4 separate regions of the Mus musculus genome follow, and regions 2, 3 and 4 are each linked to region 1. Evidence: chromatin contacts called from public promoter capture Hi-C data. All regions are on one chromosome and are shown on one strand. Each heading gives the region's core, a stretch centred on a gene start, on an enhancer-like site or on the middle of the called end of the contact. The rest is flanking DNA. Distances are from core to core; before and after follow the strand shown.

Evidence for each region. Promoter capture Hi-C pulls out the DNA fragments that hold promoters and counts their contacts.
Region 2: a promoter capture Hi-C map of neural stem cells shows a contact between it and region 1. The contact joins the promoter of Mpp1 here to the promoter of Ubl4a in region 1. A contact is called at or near these places in 4 of 39 promoter capture datasets (cranial neural crest, erythroid cells, neural stem cells and 1 more).
Region 3: a contact with region 1 is called in a promoter capture Hi-C map of erythroid cells, with 2.2 times the contacts expected there. The contact joins the promoter of Ssr4 here to the promoter of Ubl4a in region 1. A contact is called at or near these places in 7 of 39 promoter capture datasets (the C10 cell line, the HPC-7 cell line, cranial neural crest and 4 more), 2 of 484 Hi-C or Micro-C datasets (B cells and CD4 T cells), 4 of 115 datasets of contacts at active chromatin or transcription factors (astrocytes, effector CD8 T cells, large pre-B cells and 1 more) and 2 of 9 other capture datasets (adipose tissue and liver).
Region 4: a promoter capture Hi-C map of hippocampal neurons shows a contact between it and region 1, with 3 times the contacts expected there. The contact joins the promoter of Pdzd4 here to the promoter of Ubl4a in region 1.

The regions. Positions count from the first base shown.
Region 1 is chrX:74,367,257-74,369,863 of GRCm38.p6, reverse strand. Ubl4a (ubiquitin-like 4A) reads left to right here and starts at 1,316. Exons shown (of 4, transcript NM_145405.2): 1 at 1,316-1,448; 2 at 1,606-1,711; 3 at 1,955-2,163; 4 at 2,278-2,607. The coding sequence starts at 1,401. The coding sequence ends at 2,388. It overlaps Gm44504 (predicted readthrough transcript (NMD candidate), 44504), which reads left to right. Exons shown (of 6, transcript NR_103489.1): 4 at 1,106-1,448; 5 at 1,606-1,711; 6 at 2,278-2,417. It overlaps Slc10a3 (solute carrier family 10 (sodium/bile acid cotransporter family), member 3), which reads left to right. Exons shown (of 3, transcript NM_145406.2): 3 at 1-647. The coding sequence ends at 413.
Region 2 is chrX:75,129,702-75,132,308 of GRCm38.p6, reverse strand. Mpp1 (membrane protein, palmitoylated) reads left to right here and starts at 1,293. Exons shown (of 12, transcript NM_008621.3): 1 at 1,293-1,584. The coding sequence starts at 1,483.
Region 3 is chrX:73,785,729-73,788,335 of GRCm38.p6, reverse strand. It overlaps Ssr4 (signal sequence receptor, delta), which reads right to left and starts at 1,313. Exons shown (of 6, transcript NM_001166480.2): 1 at 1,030-1,313. The coding sequence starts at 1,096. Idh3g (isocitrate dehydrogenase 3 (NAD+), gamma) reads left to right here and starts at 1,439. Exons shown (of 13, transcript NM_008323.1): 1 at 1,439-1,561. The coding sequence starts at 1,481.
Region 4 is chrX:73,823,665-73,826,271 of GRCm38.p6, reverse strand. It overlaps Pdzd4 (PDZ domain containing 4), which reads left to right and starts at 1,303. Exons shown (of 8, transcript NM_001029868.2): 1 at 1,303-1,990. The coding sequence starts at 1,931.

The sequences.
Region 1 (2,607 bases), core at 67-2,566:
AATCTAAGCTCCCCAAGTTCTCTGAACTACTGTTACAGGTCATCAAGCCCTTCAGCTTTATACTTCTCCTGGGTGGCCTGTTCCTGGCCTACCACATGGGGGTCTTCATCCTAGTGGGAGTCAGGTTACCCATTGTACTGGTGGGTTTCACAGTGCCTCTTGTTGGCCTCTTGGTGGGCTACAGCCTGGCCATCTGCCTGAAGCTGCCAGTGGCTCAGCGACGAACAGTCAGCATTGAGGTAGGGGTGCAAAACAGCCTGCTAGCCTTAGCCATGCTACAGCTGTCTCTGCGCCGCCTTCAAGCAGACTATGCCTCTCAGGCCCCTTTCATTGTGGCACTGAGTGGTACCTCCGAGATGTTGGCTTTGGTTATTGGCCAGTTCATCTATAGCATCTTGTTTCCTGTTCCCTGAGCCCTCTGGATCAAGTTTTATAACTTCCAGCCCCCATACTCCTCTCTTCCCACAGTTCTTGTGTACCGTACCAAAGGCCTTTAGTTCTCATGCACTATGCACTCAAGACAAATCCAGGCTTATTTTTTTACTCCTTTTCGCCCCAGCTTTCAGTGCCAAAGAGGCCATGCTGAGTTAGATAGTTGGGTATTGCCCAGAAATATATTTCAATAAAAAAAAACCAAAAAAACAAAAGCAAGCTCGGGTCCCTTCCAGTCTGTCCCTTGGAGCCTGTGGATTGGGGTAAGAAGAGTGTGTCTGGGCGGATATGGGCCAGAACAGTGAACCAGCTTGGTGACCCTGCACAGAACCCACTTTCTCCTCCTCACTCTGTTTTGCACATGGTAGACATGTACCTTTGAGCTGTATCCTCAGATCTACAAAGGCTTTGCTCTAACAGCCCTACCTAACAGGGCAGACCTCTGCACTATAAGGAGTGAAGAGAGCACTACTTCCGAGCTTCAGTCAGGATATTTTTGCAGCCAGACTAGAAAGGAAGTAGAAAGCCATTAAGCTATGACAGGCAGGACTGGACCATTTCTGTATCTGAGAGACACCACCACGTGTTTGCATTGACTTGGTCCACCAGCAGGGTGGGAATTAGCACAGGCCGGGCCTGGAGTGAGGCTGACATTCTGGTCCTTCCTTTCAAGCCACAGCTCCCAGACTAAGCAAGCCTGGCCCCACAGGTACCTCACTTGGATCCCAGTGGGCGGGGCATCCCCACGTCCCCGCGCCATTAAGCCCAGGTGGTGGACTCTACCCAAGGCACGGCCGGGGCAGAAGCGAAGGCCGGGAGGCGGGACTGAAGAATGCGCAGGCGGGAGCCACGAGGCGGGCGCGCCCCTTTCACGGCTTCCGGCGGCGGCGGGCGGTTCCGGGGCGGCGGCGCGCGGCAGGGGACCGTTGGTGTTTGCGTTGGCCGTAGTGGACTGGGCCGTGGACACCATGCAGCTGACCGTGAAGGCGCTCCAGGGCCGGGAATGTAGCCTACAGGTAAAGTCACCCCGCAGGCTGCTGCACTCACTCCTGCCGCTGGGGGCCGAGGGCGGGTGGGGGAGGCCGGGAGAGCTGACCTCAGGAGGGGGTGCGAGGGCTTCACCGCCCAGGGAATTCGGGCTGAGCCCTTGCCTCTCCACCTCGGCCGGATCAGGTGGCGGAGGACGAGCTAGTGTCTACACTGAAGCACCTGGTCTCGGATAAGCTGAATGTCCCTGTGCGCCAGCAACGTCTGCTGTTCAAGGGCAAGGCCCTAGCAGGTAATCAGGGAAAGGAGCCATCCAGGGAGCTTTACAGAAAGCTGGGGGACGGGATGTACAGGCCAGTGTAGTGGATCGGGGCACTGGCTGCCACTGGACCTCAGAAAAGTAGCTGAGCCATCACCACCCCACCACCCCATAGCCAGATGCTGCAGTGCTTCACTCTGGCTGTCTGTGGCAGGATTGCTTCCCAGCCACCTCCACATCAGTGAGGAAGGAACCACACCAATCTCTCTTTGGCAGATGAAAAACGACTGTCAGATTACAACATTGGGCCCAATTCTAAGCTCAACCTAGTTGTTAAGCCTTTGGAGAAGGTGCTACTGGAAGAAGGGTCTGCCCACAGACTGGTCGACTCCCCAGCCACCCCCATCTGGCAGCTGATCTCCAAAGTCCTGGCCCGTCACTTCAGTGTAGCAGATGCCAGCAGGGTCCTGGAACAACTACAGAGGGTGAGAAGAGTAATGCTGGCCCTCCATTCTTAATGTTTCTACCCGTCCCCTACCTAATGCAGCATACGCCTTCCCCACTGGCCTCTCTGAATACACTCGGTCTTCTCTCCTCAGGATTATGACAGGTCCTTGAGCCGCCTAACACTGGATGACATCGAACGTTTGGCCAGCCGCTTTCTACACCCTGAAGTGACTGAGGCTATGGAAAAAGGGTTCTGCAAATAGCATTCTGGGATTGTGGGGAGAAATCCCAGGTCAGGCCACAGCTGCATGTTGCATTAAATGTGTTCTCATGTCGCAGTTTGGCTCATAGTGATAATAATAGCTGGTATGTATCCAGCTCTTGCTAGGTGCTAGGTACTCAAAGTACATGGCCTGAGTTCTCTTCTGCCTCCCACAGCAAAGTTGAGGCTGCACTGTAGAGACACCTAGCAATGGCTTGGG
Region 2 (2,607 bases), core at 44-2,543, 760 kb before region 1:
TAAAAATATATACTCTCCAACATCCATATATTTAAGTGGAATAAAATATTCTGATTTTTTAAAGTTCTTTTTCTTATTTACTTATTATTAGTTTTGTTTTGAGACAAGGTCTTATGTATTCTAGGTTGCCCTCAAACTTACTGAGTGACTGAGAATGACTTTGAACTTCTGATCCTATTAACTCCACCTCCAAAATGCTAAGATTATAGGCACGCACTATCATGAATAGTGTGTGCATTACTGAGAGTTGAACCCAGGGATTTTGCATGCTAGCTAAGCAGTCCGCCAACTGAGGTTCATCTTCATTGTGTATCACATAAACCAAGGTTCCAATTTCATCCTTTCCAGTTCCACTGTCAGTTAATGAAAGGCCTTATTTACTCACCTAGCTGTTTTTATTATTGAGTACCTTTGTATATGGGCACAGAGGTGTTACATAGTTGATTATTCTGTAACATTGCTCAGTGTATTCTCTTCCTCTGTACCAAGATCTCCTCCTTTGCCCTTCTCTCCTCCCCTTTTCTCTTCTCTTCTCTTTTCTTCTCCTCTCTCTCCACCTAAAAGTAATTCTTCTAGGGACGGGGGAGAGTGTAAGCTATCAATCATACAAGCTCTGAATTTTAGGACAGGATTCCCAAGGAGCCTTTAAACCCAGTAAACATTCATTTTGTTTAGAAAGTCTTTCATTAGTCTCCAGACCATTTGGAAGTTTAGGGCGTTTACTCCAATTCTTGAAGATTATTTGTTCCATTTGCTTCTGTTGATTCCTAGAAATTGTGTGGCATTAACAACAGGAGATCTGGCCTAAGGTAAATAAAACCAGTTTGCTCTTGAGGGCAGTCCCATCTTTCCTCGCTGAATAGCATATACCAATGTAAATGATGGTACCAGCAGCACACTTTTACAAGTCTAAACCTGGAAAGGTGCATTGGCCTTGGGACCAATTTAAGAGCCCCTACATTCTTCAGGGTAGCTGGTTGATTCCTGATGTCAGGAGCAATCTGGATGTAAAGTTCACTCAGCTAGTTGCAACTCGTGGTTGGTAAAAGAGCTGCAGTTGCAGTAGTTGGACATTTTGGGATCCGCTTCGGTAGTTCACAGGTCGTGCGAGTAAGAGAGAGAATGGAAGCTCCTGTCTCGGAATTTTATCTTTTCAGGGATGCTGGCTGCGCATCTCGACAGGGCCCGCAGAGGCGTGGTTAGAGCGGAGCTTTCAAGCAACGCTAAACTGCGCCTTCTCCAATCGCTAAGCACAAGGAAGGCCAAGGCGTGGGTGGGCTTAGGGGCGGGCCAGGGTGGAGAGTAGGCGGAGCGTGGGTACTGCTCTGCTTGGCCCTCCTGGCTCTCAGCGCAGCTCTTGATCCCTGCCTCCTCCGCCGCCTTAGTCTAGCTCGTCTCTGAACAGGCCGCAGTTCCCCGATTTGCGATTCCTGGGCTCAAAGCTCTGCGGCTACTGCGTCTGGTTGTCTCTGCTCCTGAGAGATGACGCTCAAGTCGAGCGAAGGCGAGGGAGGGAACAGCATGCGCACCGCACTTTCGGACCTCTACCTGGAGCACTTACTACAGAAGCGTAACCGACCTGAGGTTAGCGGGACCCCTGGGGTCCTCTGGGTTCGGGTTGGGTCTAGGATCCAGGCCTTTCCATCTGCTGCTGGATTTTTCCTATCCATGGCCTTGTTCCCAAGCGCTCTGTCCCCGGATGGCCAGATCTTGGGTGTCTTGCCCCCAGGGTGGAGGCCTTAGCACTGGGCCCGATTCCTGCTGAGATCTGGGTGTGGTGGATAGTTGCCTGGAGCAGCCCTCCTAGGTGAAAATCCCGAGAGGCAGGCCAGGACTAAATGAATACTTAAGGTCAAAGAAAACTTGCTCATGGATGGAAGTCTACTAACAGACTTGAAGAAGGAAAATAAGACTTTAAGGAACACATCCAATAGTAGATCTGCCTGGCTGTTATTGAGCGTTTGTGTTGTTTCACAGACATGGTTGTGAAAACCAACTTCGTGCTCTAAAAAGCTCACACATTTCCCTCTGCATTTCATTTCAGGGGGTCTCCTTGTGCTATGCTGTAAACTAAGGTAGCATTCATATTCCAGTGTTAGACAGTAAATAGTTATTAATCTAATATGTCAGGCCTCCAGAGGTGGTTGTGATTAGATTCTATGTAACATGTCTCCCCCTCCCCATTCACCTACGGACCCTGCTCCCTCTGCTCCCCAGTCCCTTCTCCTGGGAGATTTATGATGCTGCTTGTGATACAGCGAAGATGGCTTTGTGATAGGAAGGTACAGCTATTAAACAACATACATTACTTACACAAAATGTTCAAAGATGATACTAGATGAAACTGAGGAAATAAATCCAAAAACCTTTACAGGAATGGTAGCTATTATGTGTTTTGATCACTTTTTTTTTTTTGATAAAGGGAAAAAAAGAAAAAGTGAAGAATTAATACGAGAAAAAAATCCATATTATGACAGTTGTATTCTGGTTCCTCAATTCTGGAGCTCTGTTTCCTTTTCCCTATCTCTGGTGTCATTTCCCCTCCCCAAGCTAGTTTTGGAAGTATGGTTATTTAATCTTGCCTTTCTATGCTCCACACCCAAAGTC
Region 3 (2,607 bases), core at 64-2,563, 580 kb after region 1:
GGTTCTAGTGTTTCCTGAGAGAAGTAAATTCTGGGCCCAAACACCAAACCTGCCCCTGTAAACTAAACACCCCTGAGGAAAAGTTTTCATCCAACTCTTCTCCAAATGTGATGTCTTGAAAGAATGACCGATTAAGCTAGAGAAGACCTTGTACCGGCATAAATGGCAGGAGGAAAATGCCTGGGAATGGCTCTCAAGGCCATATTCCACCAACCCTTCTGTGACCTGCTCAGCTGGGCCTTTCCCTGTAGACACTATGGAACCCCTAATAGATGTTACAGCCAGGTTTGTCTTTTTAAGACACTGCTAGCAACAGACTGAAGGATTCTCTGAGGGGTGGGTAGAAGGGATGGCCAGAGGCTACCTGTATGTACAGAAACCAAATCGTCCTTAGTTCAGGCTCTCAGGTCTGAGGTGCTAACATCTTTCAAAACACATGCCGGCACTCCAGATTGAGCTCAGCCCCACTACCACGTTACAGATGTCTCACAAATATCAACGGGTCTGTGCACGGTTCAATTTTGCTATGAACTTTGGGGTGGGATATACCAAGGCGTCACAAAAAGTCGAGGCTCTGGGCACTAAAAGCCCTTGCTCACTTCATCGGTTCCCTATCTAACTCGCCTAGTGCCCTTACTCTGATCTGCCTCCCTCTCTTAGGTTTCTCTTGGGGAAGCCTGGCCTATGCAGCATTGGTTCGTAGCTGCCAGCACTGCTCTTGTGCGACTACCTTTTGACACAGGAACCAGGGACATACATATCACCTTCCCTGCTGGAGCTGGTGGTCGGAGCATGGTACTGCTTTGGGGGTTCTCCCAAAAGCAGACAAGGAAGCAACCTGGCTGTCGGGTAAACGTGTGTGTGGTGCTTTGGTCGCCACGACACAACACCCATCGGGGGAAGATCCCGTCAGTAGCGACGAGCCCCGGGAAGGGCCAGATCCCCACCTCGCGCACACCCTTCCTCCCCCCAGCACCACCTGCCAACAGCAGGGGCGCGCCCCGAAACAAGCTCCGGCCAGGCCGCTACCTGAGCAGCAAGATAGGCCAGACAGCAGGAGTAGTGCCAGGGCGCCGAAAGATGCCATCGCCGCCATCGCCTCTTCTCTTCCGAGGGGAAAAGAGAGCAAGCCACCCTGGACATGCGGAGCAGACGAGGAAGCGCGACGCGTAAGCGGCCTCAGCACCCAATCGTGCGTCGGCGGGCTGGGTCGGGCATGGTGACGTCGCTGGCGGCACTGACGTGTCCGCTTCCCTAGCCAGGGTCCCAACCGGTCGCACTTCCCTCCTTCTCAGCCTTCCCCTCCCCAAGATGGCGGAACAGTGCTCTAGGCACCGGAAGGGGGCGTAAGAACCGGTGTGACTGTGCGCGTGCGTAATGCTAGCGTTTTCTCAACCCATACCCCGGATTTCTCGCTGTCCCCAACTGTCGCGAGAACGGTGCTTAATGTTTTGACCTGTAGAGGTCCTCACTTTTCGTCATGGCGCTGAAGGTGGCGATAGCTGCTGGCGGTGCTGCAAAGGCAATGCTCAAGCCAACTCTCCTCTGCCGTCCTTGGGAGGTGAGTGGTGAATGGGCGGTGGGACATTTGCAGGCTTACAGAGGGACTTAACACCCAATTGAGACCCGGAGTCGGGTAACGGCTCTTTGAGCAAACACGGAATTCGATTGGCTGTGCGAGCCATAGGAGGGGCGGGGAGAGGGCTGCACTCTGGGGTTCACTGGTTGCTTCTGCTGTCCGTGAGGCGGTTGGCCGAAATTGACTCTGATCTGGCTCCTCTGTGCCTTCCTCCGGAAGGGTTGGGAAGGTAGACCGCAGTAGCTAGGTGTCCCCTCCGTAGTGTCCTTGTGGAAGCCCTTTTGAAGAGGCCACGTGTCCTGGCCCACCTTGCATGTACCATCTAAGCCTGTTTCTGGACTCAGTTCCTCCTTGGTTTTCCCTCTCTTAGACTGCTTTGCCCTAGTGGAGGTGGAAAATCAGACTTTATCAGTATCTCTCTCGCTGTGTGTCTCTCGCTGTGTCCCCGCGTTCCCTCTCCCGGTTTCTCTCTGTCTCGTCGAACACGCGGTTTCTCTCTGTAGCCTGGAACTCACACTGTAGACCAGGCTGGCCTTGAATTCAGAAATCCTCCTGCCTCTGTCTCCCAAGTGCTGGGATTAATTAAAGGCATGCACCGCCGCCATCTGGCTATCCATAATCCTTGATCCCTCCAGATCTTCCGCCTACCAAGCACCTAGATACTTGATTCTAACCAAAAGGCCAACAAACAAGCCCAAACCCCTGTAATGAGAGTGAACCAGGGTTCTAAGACTGGAAGCTTCTAGGGCTTTGCTTTCCTGGTTCTTTCTTTGGAGTCTTGGTTAGCTGGTTTAGCTCCTGGGTAGCACTGCTTAGCACCAGAAAACCAACAACTAGCTCTGGGGAATAAGAGCTATGACCTCTAGGCCTTGCTCTTCCACTGACCTAGAATATGGCATTAGGCCAGCTCTCTTTTCTCTCTGGGTTCCAGTGAGGAGAGAGGACTTTATGTTCTCAAAGCATTTGCTGACTCTGACCTTCCAGAATGCCATGGGGTTTTTTGTTGTTGTTGTTGTTGGGGTCTTGGG
Region 4 (2,607 bases), core at 54-2,553, 540 kb after region 1:
GGAAGGAAGGAAGGAAGGAAGGAAGAAAGACTTGTGCTAAGTTCTGTGGGCTAGGCTGGGGGAAAATGTTTTTGATGACTGGTCAGGACCTTGGTGAAATACATACAATTAGAAGGTAAAAAGATTTGGAGAGGATATTTCTAAGAGACTGCTCTTGAAGTAAGGTGATCTAGATCTTATGCTGTAGGCATGAGGAAGCTCAAATTACAGGGCAGAGGGGGCTGTTGTGGCAGTAACCATGGTGGAAGGACTAGGGTCCATCTCCTCTCCCCGGGGCTGATCTAAACACAGTGCCTCCCATCCACAGACATTTGTACTGAGCTCTCAAAAAGGGTATTCCTCAGGAAGATCTACTGGTCATCTCCTGAAAGGCTCAAGTTTTGCTTTCTGGGAAAGACAGTTTATAAGCACTCATACTTCCTTTCTGGATTTCAGGTTATTCCTATTTCTGTCTTTTGAACCAAAGTGGGGGTGGAAAGGAAAAGTATTGAAGCAGCCTCCCCCAATACTGTTAATTAAACATTTCTATGCTGTTATAAATCCCCTCACTCGCCAGAGCCTGGAGATAAAGACCAGACAATTTTATCAAAGGATCTTCTGCAGGTAAGAGGGCTAAGCAGCTCTCTCAGGCAGCCTCTGGGAACCTAGCTTTCAATCGGTCATTGTTATCTAGCCAAAGGCCATCTTTTCCTCTGGTTTATCAAGAAGAGGGGCAGCCTGTGGGAGGGAAGAGGCTAAAGGAGAAGTGTGAGGAGGGAAGGCTGGAACTGAGAAACAGACAGCGGTTTCAGTGCAAGCAAGGGGGGTGCCCATAAAGGCCCCAAAGAATGAGGCTTCTCTGTAGTTCTCTTGCCACCTACAGCACCCCCACGTTTTTCTTCTAAACAAAGGTATCCGTTTCAGAGATAGCAAGGGAATGGCTCAGTTAAAGCAGGGAACCAGTCTTTAAAGAGAGACAGAGGAAGGAGTACAGACATTGGGGCTGATACATTTAGAACCTGGGAAAGGGGTGAAATAGCCTCTCCTTGAGACCAAGGCCCTGAACTCTCTTCAGGAGTCCAGGGAAGCTTCTTCTTCAGACAGGATCCTCTTTTCTCAGGGACACACCTAGCAGACAGGTCCACTAGACACCTCGCCCTCGGACATTGGCATTATCTGGTCTCAGGGACTCAGGCCCCGCCCTCAGCTCCCTGCGCCGACTCCTGAGGCCCCCTGCCGCTCCCGCCCGCACCCAGCCTCTGCTTCTCCCACGCGCGTGCGCCCCTTCTCCGCACACCTCCCCCGCTGTTGCTGCGGGCGCGCGCGCGCGCGTTCCGGTGTTCCAGGCAGGAGCTGGAGACAAGCGACCGGCTGTGGGCCAGGCTCTGAGAGAGCGCCGTGAGCTAGAGAAGCGGGACCCTGCGAGGCTACAGCTGGCGTGGGCCTGGCCGCCTCTCCGTCGGCGGGCCGGGCCACGTCGCCAAGCCCAGAGGCTGGACTCCCGGGGCTGATGGCCATGGGCGGGAGCTGGAGACGACAGCGGCAAAGGCAGCGGCAGCGGCCGGCCCCGCGGGCGGGGAGCCGTGTGGCCCACGGCCCCTGACAGCCCCTGACGGCCCCGGCGGGCAGGCGCGCTCCCGCGCCTCCTGGGGTGGGGGGGCCGTAGCCAGGCAACGCCCGGCGCGCCCGCCCATCCCCCGCCGCCCTTTTTTTCCCCTGGCTGGGTGCGAAGGAGCATGCCTGTGTCTGGCCTCGGCCAGCAAAGAGTTAAGTCGAGAGGCTTGGAGCTGCCTTCCTCTTGGGGGCGTGCCCCCCTCCCCCGCTAGGCGGCTCGGCCCCCCGGGGTAAGGTATGGCCCCGGGCCCAGGCCCGGGACCCGTGGTCCCACGCACTGGCCAGTGAAAGATACCTTCCTCTTCCCGCTCTCCTCTTTCCCTCGCCGGCCAGCATCATGGGATGTAATATGTGTGTGGTCCAGAAACCGGAGGAGCAGTACAAAGTGATGCTTCAGGTAGGGCGCCTGGGCTGCTGGGGAGAGGGTCGCAGCCGGACCTAGGAAAACTGTAAACCCCGAGGGGGAGGGCCAGGTAGAGTCAAGAAAGGCAGGTGTGGGAGGGCGAGAGGGCTCGAGAGAAAAAGGTAGGGAGCTGATCTCGCCCTCAGATTATGGGTTGCTGGGTGCTGGCGCCCTGTGGGAACCATCCAGGGATGGAAGGAACTGGGTGAAGAAGATATGTAGGTGTTCAAGGCACATCACCTGGCACTCCGAGTGCGTAACGACCACTAACCATGTGTCCAGATCAGCCCAGGTGGGAAGTTAAGATTCTGTCCCGGGACAGTGAGGCGCTCAGTGGCCCGCGCGGGATGGAGGTTGCATAGCAACGGTCTGGATTCCCGGCACATGGTCCCAGGGTTGGAGCCTGACCCAAAGAAGCAGTGAAGTGCCTGCGGGACAGAGGCCGAATCCCGGGCCTGGCAGGCCAGATTTAAAACGTCGTCAATGGAGCTGGGTTTGAGTACCCATTTTCCCATCCACTCTCTAGACTAAGTCACGACTGTCGATTTCAGGGCCTCAGGCATTTTGGGTGAGTGGGTGACGCGGGGATCGATCGGTGGTGCCCAGCACGT